2 separate regions of the Sus scrofa genome follow, and region 1 is linked to region 2. The links are chromatin contacts, called in public HiChIP or PLAC-seq maps. All regions are on one chromosome and are shown on one strand. The core of a region is the stretch at or near the end of the contact, and the rest is flanking DNA. Distances in the headings are between cores, read along the strand shown. Region 1 overlaps GAPVD1 (GTPase-activating protein and VPS9 domain-containing protein 1). Region 2 overlaps SCAI (protein SCAI).

Region 1 (3,863 bases), core at 1,141-3,640, 160 kb after region 2:
CAGCTGCTGGCCTACATACACCACAGCCACAGCCACATGGGGTCCAAGCCACTGAGCTGCATCTGTGACCTCCACCACAGCTCATGGCAATGCCAGATGCTGCAGAAGTGACCCAAGCTTCAGTAACAATGCAAGATCCTTAACCTGCTGTGCCACAAGAGAACTCCTCAAGGAAAATTTTAAAAAGTCAAAGTTTTTGAACCAGAATAGTAAAGATACATGAGTATTTACTAAGTCATGCATATTAGCTATCCAGGTGTTTTGAAAGTAATGTCAGTTGCATCGTATAATAGCCATTTTGTATGCATAAATTTCATTATTTTTGTGGTTTGTCTTTATCTCTGGAAAATTAGTGTATTGGGGGTAAAATTGACATCTGTTTGGATTTTATTAATTTTGGTAGGGTCTGGAGTTTTGGTGTCATAACAAGAAGTCTTGTACTGTTTGTTTGAATTACAGATGCTTTCTGGCTCTATTTTATGTTCTTGAATCTTCAAAGTAGTGTGTCTTTGAGTTCCCTGTACTTGTGCCAGGAGTAGTTGGTACTAAGTCCATTCTGTTTTCTACAATGTTTTACTTTTGTTTCAAAAATATCAACTAAAGATATTAAAGTATCACTTGTTTCCATGTCCCCCCCCCCATGATATATGTTTCTTAATTGTGAGGAAATATTTTCTTTGGTTCATTAGTAATTATTTCAGACATGCTCATTGGAAAGTTAGGAGATGTTTTCAACTTAAATTTAGTTACTGTTCTTTAATCATTTTAGAACTGAGTTAACAGCAGCTTGGCTGATGATTCCTTACTGGAGGATTGCTCTTCATTAGTCACTCACTTATTTATTAACTTCTTATAATTTCAAATGCTGATGTAGCACCTGCTAAATGCCAGTTCTTCTGCCAAATAATGCAGATACTGAGATGACTACATCCCTGCTTCAGGGAACTTGGAGTTTTGTTGAGAAAATATTTTGTTGCAAAGAGTATAAAATGCTATGGTAGAAATGAGCCCAAATGAAAAACTGAGTCTAGAAACTGGTCAGTTTGGGCTGGGCCCTGTTGCCTAAGTGAGATTTAACTGACCATGGAAAGGAATGGGCAGAAGTTTCTAAATAGAGGGTATTTAGAAATACAGTCTGTGATAGCCACTCAGAACTGCCATTAGAATATCATGTATTCCTATGAGAATGTGTGTCCCTCAAAAGCAGACCTCAACCTGTCCTGTTCGTCAGTGCCTAGCACATAGTAGGTGTTTAATAATTTGTTGAATTAATGAGTGAAAGAAGTGTAGGTAATCAAGCTTACTGTGTTTTTCTCTCCATTTTTTTGGAAAGAGATGAATTTTGATGATTTTAAAGCAGGCAATTTAACAAAATATTGTAAAGTGAGTAAGAAACTATTCCTGTGCTGAAGGTTAAGTCTTTTAAGAGGAAATACATATAGACAGATCATTGTAATTCAGCATGATTACATTTATTAAAAATATTTGCATATCTCTATTATGGATTTCTTAGGTCCCTGAAAAGTGGTGGGTAATTAAAATAAAACCTCAAATTAAAATTATTTCATTGATAGAATATAGATCACTTTGTAGGTCATTAAAAAATAACAGTCATGCCCTGTTTTTGCTCTCTGAGGTTAGTATCAATATTACATAAATACTGTGATGAAAAGTTTCTAGGTAATGAAAAAAAGTAACAATTCTGTCAAGGTATTGGCATCAACAAATAACAGTGTTTACTGTGCTTAATCCTTGAGTAACATGATTTTTCCCAAATCTGCATACTTTTATACTATTATTTATTTAATGTCCTTTTTGTGGAACACCTTTAAACTTTTTTAATTTTTTTTCTTTTTTTTTTTTTCCCCTTTTTAGAGCCGCACCTGCGGCATGTGAAAGTTTCCAGACTAGGGGTCAAATCAGAGCTGCAGCTGCTGGCCTACGCCACAGCCACAGCCACGCCAAATCTGAACCTGAGCCACATCTTCAGGCTATGCTGTTACTTGCAGCAATGCTGGATCCTTAACTCACGAGGCCAGGGATTGAACCTGATCCTCATGGATACTAGTCGGGTTCGTTTTGCTGTGCCACAACGAGAATTCCTAAACATATTTTTAAAGAAGCTTTGTATTGCTACCATAGTGAAAGGCTAACATCTTTTGCTCTAAATAGAAAGCAACCTAAATGTAATGAAAATAGAACAACATTATAAAACCTACTTGCTACTCTTTGCAGAAGGTGCTGAGTTTGGAGCTTGCTACCCTTTAATTAAAATGGGAGATTGGGAAGTGTTGAAGACAAACTGGCACTTTGCTTAGATTTTCTCCACGATGTAAATAGAAGAACTGAAAGAGCCTTAAAAATGGCATAACTTTCCCACTTGGTGTCGTAAGGGAGGAAGGCTGCACCCTGTTTGTTGACAGGAGCAGTTCCCCCAGAGCTTCACAGAGAGAAGAGATTTGGGGGCTGGGCCTTAAAGGAGAAATCTTGTGTTCACTTGAAAATAAGGCGACGGTGGGCCTCTTAAACCTAGATAATAGCATCTGCAAATGTTGGAGACTTTAGGATATAGTATGGCGGCAACATCTGATTTGAGGGAAGTGGAGAAATGATGGGAGATGAGACAGGAGATATAAAAAGAGGGATTCATGGTTGAGAGCTTGGTGCCTGGTAGCAGATTGTGGACGTAAACCTGTAGGTAGTGGAGATCACTTTGAAAATATTGGTTACTCTCTGGGGCCACCTGCCCACAGAAAATCCCAGTTAGCTCATAGAGAGAGAGGGCAAGGTGACCGAGATATTCTGGAACCAGCTAGGGAACTTAGATCTATTTGGAGATTTATCGAGCGTTAATTATGGGAAATGGATGATACCTATAATTCCCTGTTTTTCAGTTGAAAAACTGAATTCCAGGAAGATTATATTAATCACTAGAGATTACATAGCTAGTCTTGAGCTCATTACATTTTACTTTAGAGTGCTGTACCCAGAACTCTTAGTATGTTTCGGTCTTGAGGAGTTCCCTGGTAGCTCATTGGGTTAAGAATCCAGCGTGGTCACTACTGTGGCATAGGTTCCATCCCTGGTCTGGGAACTTTTGCATGCCGTGGGCGCAGCCAACAAAATTTAAATAAAAAGATACTGTGGATAGGACCTACTATGTGTATGCATTTAATTACCAGGGTGATAATCTGGATTAATCAGTAGTAACTTTTTCTAAACTTTCATATACCATCTCTTTAATAAAATTTAGGTTATTTAGTCCTAAAGTCCAGCTAAGCCTGAGAAGATCAGCTAGCTTGAAACTTCTAAGAAAGAAGTTTTCCAGATAGTCACTGACGTATTAATAATTGTTGAAAGAGTAGAGTGATTAGAAGTGACTTTGGGGGAGTTCCCTCATGGCGTAGTGGTTAACGAATCCGACTAGGAACCATGAGGTTGCGGGTTCGATCCCTGCCCTTGCTCAGTGGGTTAACGATCTGGCGTTGCCGTGAGCTGTGGTGTAGGTTGCAGACGCGGCTCAGATCCCGAGTTGCTGTGGCTCTGGTGTAGGCTGGTGGCTACAGCTCCGATTAGACCCCTAGCCTGGGAACCTCCATATGCCGCGGGAGCGGCCCAAAGAAATAGCAAAAAGACAAAAAAAAAAAAAAAAAAAAAAAAAAGAAGTGACTTTGACAGTAAATTAAAGCACTCTTGGGAGGCAGATGGCATGGTGGTTAAAAGCTGCATGAGCCAGATACACCTGGATTCTAGTCTCAGCTTTGCTAGTTATTAATCTGACCTTGCGCAAGTTATTTAATTCTCAGTCTCTTCATCTGTTAAAAATAGATGAGAATACGTACCTTTCAGGAGTGTTACCCAGA
Region 2 (3,780 bases), core at 617-3,116:
GAGGTGTTGTAAATGCAAAATACATCAAAATTAGAAAACTTAGTATGAAAACAAGGGATATAAAAATCTCATTAATTTTTATATTGTGACATGTCTAAATAACAATATTTTGGTTATTCAATAAAATATACTATTAAAATTAATTTCATCTATTTCTCTTTAATGTGATTATATTTCCATCTAATAGATATAAAACTGTCAATATTCATAGATAATACAAACTTCTCCATTGAAATTTCAAAAGAACGTAGAGATTAAGTATTAGAATTAATCAGTGAGTTTAGCAAAGTTACGGGATATGATGTGAATTATAAAAAGCCCAACCATATTTCTAGCCCCAAGAACAAATAATTAGAAGTGAAACTTTAAATAAAGAAAAATTATATCATTTATAAGAGCATCAAACAAAAACAAGTAATTAGAAATAAACATAATGCAAATGTGGAAGATCTCATCACAGAAAACTGTGAAACTCTGAGAGGTAAAAATTAAAGAAGATTTAATAGAAAAGTAAGAATATGGAGTTCCCATTGTGGCGCAATGGTTAACGAATCCGACTAGGAACCATGAGGTTGCGGGTTCGGTCCCTGCCCTTGCTCAGTGGGTTAACGATCCGGCGTTGCCGTGAGCTGTGGTGTAGGTTGCAGACACGGCTCGGATCCTGCGTTGCTGTGGCTCTGGCATAGGCCGGTGGCTACAGCTCCGATTGGACCCCTAGCCTGGGAACCTCCATATGCCGCGGGAGCAGCCCAAGAAATAGCAACAACAACAACAACAACAACAAAAGACAAAAAGACAAAAAAAGAATATGCCATGCTTTTTTATTTTTTATTTTTTGGTCTTTTTTGCCTTTTCCAGGGCTGCTCCCGCGGCATATGGACGTTCCCAGGCTAGAGGTCGAATCGGAGCTGTAGCCACCAGTCTACGCCAGAGCCACAGCAACGCGGGATCCGAGCCACGTCTGCAACCTACACCACAGCTCACGGCAACACCGGATCCTTAACCCACCGAGTGAGGCCAGGGATCAAACCCGCGACCTCGTAGTTCCTAGTCGGATTCATTAACCACTGCGCCAGGACGGGAACTCCAGAACATGCCATGCTTTTTAACTCAAAAGTTTCAAAATTATAAAGACATCAATTCTCCCTAAATTGACCTATAGATTTAATGCAGTACTAATCAAAATCTTAAGTTTGTGATAAAGGAAAAACTGGCTCTATAATTTATATGGGAATACCAAGAGCCAAAAGCAGCTAAAATAACCTTAAAGAATAACAAGATGGAAGGGCTTATTCCACTGGATTTCGAGACTTCTGTAAAGCTGCAGGGCTGAAGGCTGTGGTATTGGTGCAGGAAGAGAAAAACAGATCAATACAACAGAACAGAGAGTTGAGAAATGATCCACATGTACGGGGATCCTTGATATGTAACAAAGGTGGTAGTGAGGCAACCAGAAAAAATAGTTTATTTAAAAAAAGAAAGAAAGGGGAAATAGCAACAACAACAACAACAACAACAACAACAACAACAAAAAAGACAAAAAAAAAAAAAAGAAAGAAAGGGGAAAAGAGCTAGTGCTGGGTCAACTGGATATCTAAATTAGAAGAAAAACCATGAATCTTGACTCCGACCTACATCATACACAAATGTAAATTCTAGGTAGACTGTGGATATAAACATAAAAGGTAAAACAAAATAGTTACGTTATGATAATATAAGGCTATCCCTATGACCATGGGGTAAAAAAAGATTTCTTAAACAGATTACCAAGAAAAATTGGATAGTTTTAAAAATCAAATACACAGTGTGTTCATCAAAAAACACCATTAAGGAGTTCCTGTTGTGGTTCAGTGGGTTGAGGAAGTGGGTTTGATCCTTGGCCTCTCTCAGTGCGTTAAGGATCCAGTGTTGCCATGAGCTGCAGGGTAGGTCACAGATGTGGCTAAGATCCCACATTGCTGTGGCCGTGGCGCAGGCCAGCAGCTGCAGCTCTGATTCAACCCCTAGCCCAGGAACTTCCATATGCTGCAGGTGGGGCCGTTAAGAAAAAAAAAAAAAAAAAAAAAGATACCATTAAGAGAGTGAAAAGACAAGCCACAGAGGAAAGGAAGTTATTCGCAATATATATTTGACAAAGGGTTTTTAACCAAAATAATAACTGAAGAACCTCTACAAGTCAGTAAGAAAAGGCAATCAAATAGTCCAACAAAAAAAGGAGAGGGTGAGGGTGAGCAAAAGCCTTGAGCATACGTTTCACAAAAGGGGATGACCAAATGAAAGGGTGGTGACTTTCATTAGTCATCAGAGAAGTGTAAGTTAAAGTTAAAATGACAGATCTACCAGAATGTCTCAAATGTTTTTTAAAAACCTGATAACCCCATGTGTTGAAAGAAATGTGCAGCAATAGAAACTACTAAAAAAAGATTTAGCAATATCTACTAATGTATACGCAGCCACTAGGAATATACCAACAGATATGCACTGGGTATGCACCAAAAGACATTAACATGAATGTTCATAGAAGTAAAATCTGTAACTACCAAAATCTGGAATCAAGTATCTATCAATAGTGAAATAGATAAATAAGTGGAATATTATAGTGTAATGAAAATGAACCCACTACAGCTACCTGCAATACCATGGATGAACCCAGCACACTGTTGAGTGAAAGTAGGAAAACCCAAAAGAATACATAAGGTACAAAACAAATAAAAACTAAACTATGGTAATTGACAAACTGATCAAGATAATGGTTCCTTTTAGGGAGGAAGCAGGAAATAAGAGGAATGCTAGAAATATTTCATTTCTTGACCTGGAGTTAACACTGTGAAAATTCATTGAGCTACACAGTTATTATGTGAAGAGAAAGAAGAGGGAAGATGAACATCTGACTCACGTGGTTTTACAAATAAGTTTTGCCACTGAAAAAAACAGGTAACTTCCCTTCCAACATTCATTTTAATGTATACTTCCCTTCCGACATTCATTATAATGAGCTAACTTAACCCTGACACCAAAGGGAAGGACAATATAAAGAAGCAAAATTACAAGCCAAGCTCCATATTATACAAACAGTTGTCATGGCCTCAAATGCTTATAGTATTAATAGATCATGGATAATTGAAACTTTAATATAAAACTGTGAATACAATTTCACAAATGCAATTTCACTGGTTTCCTTAAAAATAAATGGTAGATTAAGACATGAATGAAATACATATATCTATCAATTATGTGGGGAAAAATACATTTGATCATGTACAAACAAGGCTGGTTCTATAGACATTTATGGAAAGCATGTATGTAACCATACCACATGGGTAACAATAAAAGTGGAGACAAAGAGGAGTTCCCTCTGTGGCACAGAGATCAGAAGCATCTCTGGAGCACCAGAAGATGGGTTCAATCCCCAGCCTGGCTCAGTGGGTTGAGGATCTGGCATTGCCACAGCCGTGGCGTGCTTGCAGCTGCAGCTGGGATCTGATCCTTGGCCAGGGAACTCCGTATGTCACAGGGCAGCCAAAAAAAGTAGAGACAAAGAAAAAAAGACATACTTTGTTGAGGGTTGAATTGCATCTCCCCCAGCCAAAAAAGTATGTTGAAGTCCTTACCCCTTGTACCTCTCAGTGCGAGCTTATTTGGAAATAGTGTGTTTGTAGATAGAATTAAGATGTAAGTTAACACGAAATCATATTCCAACAGAGTGAGTCTGAACTCCAGTATGACCGGTGTCCTTATAAGCTGAGGAAAAGAGACACAGAGACAAACACCCACAGAGAG

Evidence for each region. HiChIP or PLAC-seq counts read pairs in DNA pulled down with a chosen protein or histone mark.
Region 1: a contact with region 2 is called in an H3K27ac HiChIP or PLAC-seq map of alveolar macrophages. The contact joins two enhancer-like sites. A contact is called at or near these places in 6 of 47 Hi-C or Micro-C datasets (embryonic fibroblasts, heart right ventricle, retroperitoneal adipose tissue and 2 more) and 1 of 2 datasets of contacts at active chromatin or transcription factors (alveolar macrophages).

Annotation. Positions count from the first base shown.
Region 1 is chr1:265,956,196-265,960,058 of Sscrofa11.1, forward strand. The region is part of intron 3 of GAPVD1 (GTPase-activating protein and VPS9 domain-containing protein 1); the gene reads left to right. Among named protein-coding and RNA genes, the nearest start is that of GAPVD1, 10 kb to the left of the region's middle. Within about 2 kb of position 2,391, at least 2 of the 83 cell types and tissues checked have an H3K27ac peak or open chromatin away from gene starts, as enhancers often do. A contact at or near this core is called in alveolar macrophages, where this site is marked.
Region 2 is chr1:265,800,730-265,804,509 of Sscrofa11.1, forward strand. All of the region lies in intron 2 of SCAI (protein SCAI), which reads right to left. Among named protein-coding and RNA genes, the nearest start is that of SCAI, 64 kb to the right of the region's middle. Within about 2 kb of position 1,867, at least 1 of the 83 cell types and tissues checked has an H3K27ac peak or open chromatin away from gene starts, as enhancers often do. A contact at or near this core is called in alveolar macrophages, where this site is marked.